Regions from separate parts of the Xenopus tropicalis genome. Here region 2 is linked to region 1. A link is a contact called in public Hi-C data. All regions are on one chromosome and are shown on one strand. The core of a region is the stretch at or near the end of the contact, and the rest is flanking DNA. Distances in the headings are between cores, read along the strand shown. Region 1 holds the start of rpf2 (ribosome production factor 2 homolog). Region 2 holds the start of slc22a16 (solute carrier family 22 member 16).

Region 1 (5,611 bases), core at 820-3,319:
TGTTCTAAATAACTCGGGTGCCAGTGATTCTTACAATAAAATGATAACTCTTTATTGGACATATGTTACACAATCTCTCATGGGTGCGGATATTTTCTCACATCAGTTGTTATTCACATATTCACATGAATACAGGCATAGTGTTTGCAACACCCAGAGGTAGTACTTACTGCCTTGGTGAAACAGTCCCCAGTGTTGTATTACTTGCAGGAAGCTCTCTATTCCTGAACCTAACCACTTCAGTCCCTATACCAGTGGCATTGACAATATAGTGTACTAACCCAACTAGCCTCTTCTTTGAAGCCTCTGACTGCTCTACTAACTACTCCGATCCTGCCTCTCACTCCTATGGGGAAATATATTAACACATGAATGCTCCAAATGCATTTTTTTTCCATCGTGTTCGTAATCGTGTTTTTTGCGACAATTTCGTACCTAGCGCAACTTTTTCGTCGCTCTCACAACTTTTTTGTACTGTGTGTCAAAATTTTCGCGACGAAAGTATGAAAGTTTCGGATTCCTTCAAGCTTTGGTATCGTGACTTTCCTTGGGCCAGGTTGGAGCTGCAGAGTGCCATTAGTTCCTATGGGAGGCTTCCAAAATCATGCACAGAAGGATAAAAAGGTTTTCCTGCATTTTACGATCGTTCAGTATGAAAATTTCGTGACTTTCGGATCGCCAATACGATATTATCGTGATTAAAACTATTTTTTCGTAAGCATTTTTTTGATTTTTGCGATCTTCAGAAATTATCGTATCCAATCCGAATTTGTCCCATTAAAGATTCAAACTCGTGTTTTAATGAATCGGCCCCCTAGAGTGAGCTATTACAACTCTTTCCTGGCACATACTTCACCTACTGGAACCTATCTACACAGGCCTTTTAGCTATGGTCTAACCTTTTTCCCTCTTAATAACATCAGCATCAGGGATTGTTTATACTGCCCAGGTGGCAACCCTAACACTCCTTCATCCAGCAAGTGAGGGCCTAAAAAGACAGAGCATGTGGTGGTTCCCCTTTTGTAAACTAGAGAACCCTGGCAATTGCAAACGTGCTTGTGTTTTTAGGTTTACATATTCTATAAAGACAATAAATATGATGATTTTAGCTTTCCTTAAACTAACTCCCTAAATACCTTTTACTTACTCAATTGCACCAGGAAGATGCAAAATGAAAGCACTTCCAATTCCACTACAAGAAATACTAAAAGCCAGATAATGGTGGGAAGGAAACTTTTTGTCACCCACACTGGAAATTAAGCACAAGCGCAATCAAATGTTGTTCACCTAAGAAGCTTACAGTGAATTTCTGCTTAAAGGAGACATATTGCATAAATGGAAAAAACCCTAATTTTGTAAGCAATTACGATATATGGTGCTGGTTTCACTTTGGCCTTAAATTGAATACTGTCTGCAAAAATGGCCCCATTATTGGAGCTCTGTATAGATCCTCTCAGGTCTCTGTCAGTGTTTCAAATGAAGGGTTGGCGTGTCCTAATGGTCTCTGCCAGAAGCACAGTAGGAGGGGGAGAGCCAATCACAGCCCTGCAGTCATAAAAACAAAGACATGCTTCAGTTCCCTATCAGGTCAGCCTAGCGCTGCTGATTGGTTCCTATCCTACAGTGCAAGGGCTCCCCTGCACATCCAGAGAATTTAGCCAGCAGGAAGTGGAACAGATGAGCGGGACTAGTAGGGTTCTGCAATAATATCTCAATAAATCAGTAGGAAACATAATGCTTCTATGTTTAGCGGAGTTTAATTCACTGGTACATTCTTAATTTTTATATATGCCTCTCATATAACACTCACCCTCTCAGGGCTGCCCCACCAAATACTCCCAGTGACCCCACCAACCCTCTCAGGGCTGCCCCACCCAATTCTCCCAGCGGCCCCACCAACCCTCTCAGGGCTGCCCCACCCAATACTCGCAACACACATGAGAGAGACTCCGCAGAGCTCTGTATCTATGACCCACACGGTACCTCACCGGCTCGGCGTAACATGGACTCGCGCCTTTAGCTAGAACTTATATACACCACGTGACGATGACGCCGTGCGTCCCTTGCCAATGACGTCACCGGGGGCCGAATCGGCAGTAGAAACTAGCAGCTACCGGAACTAGAACTCCACGTGGGTTTGGCGATCTGCGAAAAATGTCTGGACTGGATCGTGTGGTGTAAGTTGGAATTTGGTTGGAGTAAATCAGTATGGGATTTTCACAAAATGGGAAAGGTACATGATTTATAGAGGAAATCAGACCCAGATAACACACCTCTCTCTCTCTCCCAGACACACGTAGGGGTTTATTTACGTGTTTACATTGCAGTGATTATGCATCGTTATTTATTAATGGTACTTGTTTATATCTTCATCACCAGCAAACCGAAAACAAAGAGGTCAAAGAGATTTCAGGAACACAGGGAGCCTAAGCTCAACGAGAATATCAAAAATGCCATGCTCATCAAAGGAGGCAATGCTAATAATACAGTCACACAAGCACTAAAAGATATTGTAAGTACACGTTATACTCGGCTTTCTTATGTCAGTGCCATTTAGGTTGCACCTCTATATAGTATTCTTCTGCAAATATAGCCCCTTTTAATGTAATGGTATTATTGCTTATTATGTATGTATGGGTAGCCCAGTGCCTCTGTGCCATCCCATGAAAGGGTGCTGAAGGTGTTCCTTAATGCTGCTAACTAGTTCTGTATTACCCTTGCGCATAGCATATTATTCATAAAGAGGAGTGGGGGCAGAAGAACACAGAGGCCGTACTATGGCATGGCTAGGATAAAGGTTATTGTACTAAAGGTAGAAAAAGGAAAGAGTAAATCTTGCATATCCAGGTGTCAAATTTTAGTTTGTGATCACTGTAAGCCTTATTTTGAAGCTTAGGTGTTGACTATGGAAAACCTGGGTGAATGGATTTTGAGAACAACTGACCTAGTTGCATGTAAAGCTGGTCATACATGTAAAGAAGATCTATTCAGCAATGTTCATAATTGCTGCTATGCAGAAAATCAGAATGAGAATTGCATGAACACACAGATGTAGCTCTCAATCCAACAAAAAACTCCAACCTGCCCAGTTGACGTCTGGCAGATTTTTGGATAGATAGGCCAGTCAGAGGGCCCCATACTACCCATACTGACCTTAAAGGAACAGTTCAGTGTAAAAATGAAACTGGATAAAATGGATAGATTGCACAAAATAAAAAAAATATTTGCAATATTGTTAGCCAAAAATGTCATCTGCAAAGACTTGAGTAGCAGATGCCTGACATAATAGCCAAACAGTACTTCCTGCTTTTAGCTCTCTAACCTCTTAGTCAGTGACTTTAGGGGAGCCACATGGGACATAACTGTTCAGTTAGTTTGTGAGCATGCAGGTCAGCTTCATATGCAAACTAACTAAACAGTTATGTCCCATGTGCCCCCCCCCCTCAAGTCACTGATTGGTTACTGACTGCTAACAGCTTAGAGAGTTGTAAAGGAGGAAGTAATGTTATGGCCATTATGTTAGACCTCTGCTCACTCCAGCCTTTATAGATTACATTTCTGCCTAACTAACTAGCTATATTGATAACATTTTTTATTTTGCACAGTCTATCTATTTTACCCAGTTTAATTTTTACACTAAACTGCTCTTTTAGGGCTCCTAGAGGCAAATATGTAGAGGCTATAGACTACTGCATAGGGAGCAACCACATTTTTCTCCCTTTGAGACAATAGTGGAAGCATAGAACAGTATTTTTTTTGCTTAAGGATTAGAGGTAGTATTACAACTCCTATTTGAAATTGACAATGATCTGGAAGGTGTAGTATGGCCATCTGTTTTTACCAAACATGCTATAAAGTTTATATGGTTTTTTTTTTTTGTTTGTTTTGGTTTTTTTTTAATGTATACATATAACCACTTACAGGTCAAACATTAATATCGCTTTTACTGACTATTATGTTTGAGAACTAGTTCTCTAGATTTTATGTTTCCTGGTTGCATTTTAGTTTGCATGATCCCAAGTTTCCTTTCAGTACAAATACAAAAAGCGTTAATATTACGTGTTGAACTGTCCTTGTAACTGGAATTCTTACTCTTTCAGTATGCTATAAAAAAACCATATGCTGTACTCTATAAAAAGTAAGTGTTCCTGTTTATTTTGTGTTTTATAATTCTGTATGATGGTCCTTTGTAAGGCTGATGTCCCATGGAGAGATTTAGTCTCCTGCAATAGATCTCTGCTACTGCGGGCAACTTTTCTTTCCAAAATGCCCTTCCGCCGGCAACAATACAGACCACTGGTGGAAAAAAACTGGTTTTCTCAGGGGGAGATCCTGTAAGTTTTCTCAGGGGAGATCCTGTAAATTTGGGGGTTAGGATTGTGAGCCAGTTATCGGTTTAGATTTAATTTTGCACTTTGCTTTATGCAGTTTATGCAATTTAATAACTGTTTTCTCATATAGGAAGAAAGATTTGACTTCTGGGGATCTTGTTGATCCTCTTGCTTTGAGTACTGCTTGCCTAGTGTATGTTAGGCTAATCAGGGCAAATACCAAGGGGCTATAGTCTATATAGTTTTTCTTTGTTTTTTACCACTGTCTTGGAAAGCAAGAGCCTTTTTCTTGCTGTCAGGTGACAGTTTAGACATGGAAATACAACCTAATGTTTCTTTTTCTAAGACACCCCATTTTAATATCAATTAGAGGTAGCAGTACTTTTAGATTCTTATTATATTCTAACTTAGTCATATTTAACCTGCAGCCCTCCAGAATTTTCTAGACTATAACTGACATTCCATGCTGCCTCAAGGCTTTTGGGGCTGATATGGAGCTAGAATTCAGCATAATCTATTTAAACTAAACGTGCTATACCGTGTATATGATTGTTTCTGTTGTTCTGACATTCTTTATGTCACAATAAAGGGGATGGACTTAACCTATTTATAACAGCGTAGGATCCCATATTTGGATGCAGACATATAAGTTCTTTATAATTTTTCGCCAGATAGTAGTTCGGGAGGCCTGTCTGAGGGCTCCATACACGGGCAGATAAGCTGCTGAGTCTGTCTTAGGGCTGTGGCACACGGGGAGATTAGTCGCCTGCGACAAATCTCCCTTGTCGTGGGCGACTAATCTTCCCGATATGACATCCCACCGGTGAGAATGTAAATTTACAGAATCAGCAGCTGAAATCTGTCCGTGCATAACCACCTTTAGTCTAATCGCATATAAGTTACAGCCTTGGCAAAAGTGCTTCATTTTGCTTTATAGACAAGATATCTCCTCCATGTGTCTGAACACAGGCTGACTCCATGGCTGTCAGTGTAGACATACTGGGGAGCAGATGAGCATTTTCTTACAGGAGCAAATTGGCTTCTCTCTGCTCTTCATGTGCCATTAGCTTAGGATCAAAGTCACTGTTCCTAAACACAAAGCTTGATTAAACACACTCTAAACAAATGACTTGTAAACATCATTGTCTTGCTGTTTGAATTTCCTATGACTTGTTAGGGCTGTGACACACGGGGAGATTAGTCGCTCGCAACAAATCTCCCTTGTCGCGGGTGACTAATCTCCCTGAAATGCCGTCCCACCCTTGTCGCCCACGACAAAT
Region 2 (5,330 bases), core at 1,398-3,897, 200 kb before region 1:
CAGCCTAAACCGTAGTCAATAGGTTTAGCTGTTGTTTTCCCACCCTATACACATATGCCTGCTCCTGAGTTTCCAGTGTTCTCTAGTTAGTTTGGTGTGGTCCCTGGCAGTCTGGTGTCTGTCATGGCAGCTACTGAAAAATATGCTTATTTCTCCAGATTTGCAAGAACCAAATTTTCTGGTTGGTATATTTTTACAGCTGACAGTAAACACCACCCAGGGCTGGTTGGTCCTCACTGATAATCCACTGGTGATTGTGCTACTTAAAACTCTGTTTTTTCATACCACTCACCAGCATGACCCATTTGTCAACTCTGTTGTAAAAATAATCAAATGACTCAAATTGAAACACCATTTTGCAAATTGTTCCCCAGTTAATGCTCTAATCTCCAAAGTATGAAGAACTGGATTATTAACCATTAGGCAAAAGAGTAACTGTGTTTAAATTCTTTTATTTTGTGAAGAGGATATTGCATTGGCTCTTGGTACTGAAATATGCACAGCCGGGCACACATTTCTCTTTGCCTATTATGACTCTTTGCCTGTAACCTTTTAATATGGATCTATTTTCGTCTCCTCATTTCAGTGACTATCCATGAGTACCCAAAGGAGAATTAAAGCCCTTTAATATTTGCCAGCAGCAGATGCACCTTACTGTTGCCCAGATACAGAGAAAAGAGACAATACTGCACAAAAATCATTGGGGTTTTTTTCTGTTTTAGAAATCCTTTTTTTTGTGTCACTCAATCCTGCTTGAGCTGAGTTAATTAAGAGCCCAGTGCTCTTGCATGTTTGGCACCTACCACTGCCCAATCTACCCTGGGTTTGCACTGCACAACTGGCACAAGGTACAGATCCGGCATGCGGAGGACAAAAGCATCAAATCTGACCTGTAAAGGTGACGTTTTTGTATTGTCACAGACTCCATCTGGGCAATTCTACATAAAAAAGCAACCATTGTTTCAGTGATATTTACTTAGAGTCAGATTTGGTTCCTGAATAAATAACTGCCTTATCTCTATGCATGGGTTCAGCACATTATTCTAGATTAAATAAACTCTTTTAAACTTCTCAGGACACTGATGTGGTGCCTAATGCACATGGTGTAATAAGAACTGCAATACCTCTGGCAAAGGGTACCTCATTTTCTCAGGATTCCTTTTCACCCTCAATGTTAATCTTCTTTACTGGGCTCCCAATAATTCCATTCCTTGCTGGTATGACAGCTGCACAGTAGCTGATCTCATTACCTAGTCGGGGCCTTATGTGACCTTACTGTCATCAGAAGAAAAACACTTTTCATTTATCTAAACCCATAAGCTTTTAGGAATGGAAGTTTTAAAGCTGGCCATACACGTGGCGATCTCACGATGTTTCGTACGACCGTCGGTCGCACGAAACATCGTCAGATCCGCCACACACCATTCAGGGCTGAATCGGCAGGTAAGGAGGTAGAAACAATAGGATTTCTACCTCCTTCTGCCGATTCAGCTCTGAAGGGAGAATTTTGGTCAGGCGCCTTCTATGGCGCCCGATCAAAATTTTCTAACTTGGCCGATCGGCGAGCCGACCGATTTCAGCAGCTTCCTGCGATATCGGTCGGCTCGCTGACATGCCATACACGCACCGATTATCGTACGAAACGAGGTTTCGTACGATAATATCGGTGCGTGTATGGCCACCTTTACTCTCAGTGTGTTGTTTTTATTAGAAGTCCAGCATAGAAGCAGGTGTGCTGTAAGATATATGCGTCACAAATTGCATGCGCTGTAGGAATGCATTATGGTTACCAGTAGAAGAAGCCTGGGCCCCCAGAGCAAAATTAAGCCCTGTTTATCCCAGCCAGAAACCAGGCCTTACTTATATAAAACATCACTGCCAAACTTTCTAATAGATGTCTGGAAACATTAACAATTTTCACATTTACCCCCTACAGAAAAGTTTGTATACCAGGAGAATTATAATATAATGTTTTACCTTAAATTAAAAAAAAAACCTTTGGAACATCACCTTTTAGTACAAAATCTTGCCTGCCAGATTCCTGTGCACTAGGTCTACCTAAATTATGGTTCTGGACCCAAAACAGTGTCATTAGGCAGTGTATACCAGCTCCCTGTACAGCAACACAACCACAACAGAGAACACATTATATTAAGACCATTACTGACTTATCAAAGACCCATATGTAGTATATAAATAATGCTGAGACAAAAGGTTAATCAAAGAAATATTAAGTATCCCCTTCTCTCCCACATGTTAAGCTTTCCATGGAAAACCTGGATGCAGTTGTCCCATGGACCCAAGTTCTTATGGTTTTGTCCAGCTACTGGTCCCCCTTTATCAAAGGCAAGTTCATGCTGTTGGGGGTCCTTACCTTCCAAAGTGTCCCACATAGTCAAATAAGCGCTCCATACTGTGGCTGCTGGCAGCTCTGGTGTCTCACTGCTGCCTCAAGGTCTCCTCCCAAAGTGTTTTCTTTCAGGCATTCGAGCTTGGCATGCTGCTAGTGCCAAGCTGTGCTGAAACTCCTGCCTTGTTGTTGCGTGAACTTTTACTCATTTTTTTTTCTGCTTAAAGAAAAGTACATTGTGTACAGCATTGTGTCGCATGCGTCTGTGAAACCTGAATAAGGGCAGATTGTGTAAATAGATGTGTGTTCCTAGTGTGTGCTCATATCTGTGTAAGAGTATCTGTGTAACGGAGCAGTCAGACTTGTGCTGTACTTGTTGGTATCCAGAAGAAACGAGACCCTAGCTCAGCATACAGCCTTCCTAAATAATGCCTGTTTATCTGTGCTGCCATTGCTCACTTCTTTCATTATAAACACTTCACAGTGGAGAAAAAAATGCACAGTATTTGCTACTGAAAATACTATGTACAGACCCTGGCATGTTTCTGAAAGTAAATATGCTGTGCAAGGGGTACTCCAGGGAGGCTATTTTTGCAAGCCTCAGACATAAAACATGTTGGCAAAAACAATGAACAACAAAAAAACAAAAACGCTATATTTGTTTTATCCAGGCAGGTGTATGAAGTCTTAATTCCTAATTGGGACTCTACAAAGTCTTGGAACCTTCCTGAGGAGAGAGGTGTTGGGCATGATGGGTGCCAGAGGATCCCCACCATCTCCAAGGGCAAGTGAGTAACTTAATTCTCATCTGAGGATCCACAGAGCCATAACTCTATAATTGTGCCAGTGAGGGTATGTCACAGTTTATATAGGTAGGCCCAGAGGTTTTCTGTCACTCACTATCAGATTTCGGTAATGTTCAGATTCTTTAAAGCTGGTCCAGTAAAACCTCTTTCGAATATAGTTTTGTGTGTTGTGCTCGAATTGCAAGTGTCAGACATTGGGGGGGGGCGGGCAGGGCTGGATTTCTGAATAGGGAGCTCCGAGTCCGCCACTTAACTCATACAGAGCAGTGGGGAGAGGACGTGCTAAAGTGTGTCCTCTCCCCATTGCTCCATATGTGGGCAAAACATATTCCTGTGCGGCAGGGCCTTGCCACAAATTTGGGCCTTGGGGCAGGGGAACCTGGACTATGAGATCTGCTTCCTCTATAGAAATCCCCCTTTCCCAGATGCAGAGAGTGGGGAACACAAGGGACTGGCAAGCACGTTGGTATGTGGAGGTGGGGCCAGGTAGAGATAGATGCTCATGCTGGGCCCCTCCAAGGTTTTTTTTTTTGCAGGGAGGGGGGATGGTTACGTATAGGTATGTGACTATATGACTGGTAAAAATGATGCTTAATGCCAATGTTATTAATGGGAAAAAAAACATAAAAATATAGGGAGTCCAGTATTTTTTTCCAAAAAAAGGTGGCAACCCTAGGGATAACAGTATCTATTATGTACCGGATTACATCTTTACCTATTGACATATAACTTGTTAAGGCTGTTCAGTTCTAGAAGATATGAGACAGTGCTCCTTCGCCAGTCTCACTTCTCCAACATGTAGAGGGAACAGACTGGAAGAATTTCGCAGGGGTTCTAGACCATCATGAAAAAAGCTTATAATTAAGTATCTGTAACCTACAACACAGGGAGGAGGTGCTGAAGAGAACTGTTAACTTCTTCCAGTTATCTTCCATTAGTCTTGGAAGGAGGGAGATGGGTGGTCTATGCTGTATTATTTAATTTTAAGTTTTTCATAATGTTGTTGAAAATAAAGCAAGAGACACTTTGGTGGTCTTTAAAATGATTAAAAAAGAGGACCACATCTAATTGCTTCCCACTATGGCTTATTCTAAATGCCATTTTAAGTTTAGTTTAATGAAACATTTTACACCCTATGTCAACATGCCCGTTCTGAACATACTTTTTGCTTATTGTTTTAATTTTAAAAACAAATCTATTTTTTTTGTTATTGCTGGCACTAAAGAAGAAATTTAAACTAGTTTCACATTCCGCATTGTCACTTCCTGGTTCTGACGAGCAGAGGAGCAGCTGATAAACGGAATTACCAGTGCACTGGGAAGAAGCCCCTGATAATGAGCTGCTCACAGGCTGTATTTTAGGGAAGGGAGAGATCTGTTTGTTCAAAGGCAGATAAGGAATTCAGAACACATTGCCCTATTTATAATGAGGGGAAGTAGAAAAAAAAACAGTTTCTAATTAGTGTTTTATAATGCCAAAAAGTATTGATTTTTTTTTTAATTAGCAGAATAGACAAAATGAAACAAATTTATTGTGTTTTATTATAACAAATGTGTTTTGGGTGCATACTGTCCTTTTAAATGAGAAGGAAAGTCATTTTGGCATTTTACTGGCAATAGATTTGCCATATTAGTGCCACCTAGAATAATATATTTATTCTGCAGAAACCATTACCATACCTGAGTAAACCGCTTTAGAAGCTTTCTCTGTTTGCTTAAGATAGCAGCTGCTATTTTAAGTAGCTTCCTTCCTTCAGTCTAGCTGTTATAGCTCAGATCACACATTCCTAAGGGAGGGGAGAGGGAGTACTTAGCATTCTAGTGGGAGGGGGAAGCAGGAGAGGGGAGAGAGAAGAGAACTGCACAGACTCGGGCCGCAGGAATTAAGGATGTATCTGAGAGAAGGAGTCAGACAGTGGAACATCATGTTTACAAAAAAGAGACAAGAAATCCTGTGTTTCTTTTGATACAGGACTCAGTGCAGCATTTCTGGGAGTGCTTATGGCTGTATTTACACAGACCTTTCTGATAAAGCTTACTTAGTTTTTACATTTCCTTCTCCTTTAGCTGTAGTACAATTGTACATACAATAATGGATCACAGCCCCAGAGCAAATGCTGAATTTGCATCTGCCATACTTAAACATTTCCTGAAATTTCTTCAACAATATGCATG

What was found. Hi-C and Micro-C count contacts between places; a contact is called where the count stands out from the background.
Region 2: a contact with region 1 is called in a Hi-C map of neurula embryo, with 2.4 times the contacts expected there. The contact joins the promoter of slc22a16 here to the promoter of rpf2 in region 1. A contact is called at or near these places in 4 of 5 Hi-C or Micro-C datasets (brain, gastrula embryo, neurula embryo and 1 more).

What each region holds. Positions count from the first base shown.
Region 1 is chr5:77,117,603-77,123,213 of UCB_Xtro_10.0, reverse strand. It overlaps rpf2 (ribosome production factor 2 homolog), which reads left to right and starts at 2,069. Exons shown (of 10, transcript NM_001008430.3): 1 at 2,069-2,177; 2 at 2,380-2,512; 3 at 4,101-4,138. The coding sequence starts at 2,155.
Region 2 is chr5:77,320,195-77,325,524 of UCB_Xtro_10.0, reverse strand. slc22a16 (solute carrier family 22 member 16) reads right to left here and starts at 2,647. Exons shown (of 8, transcript XM_002936935.3): 1 at 2,375-2,647. The coding sequence starts at 2,412.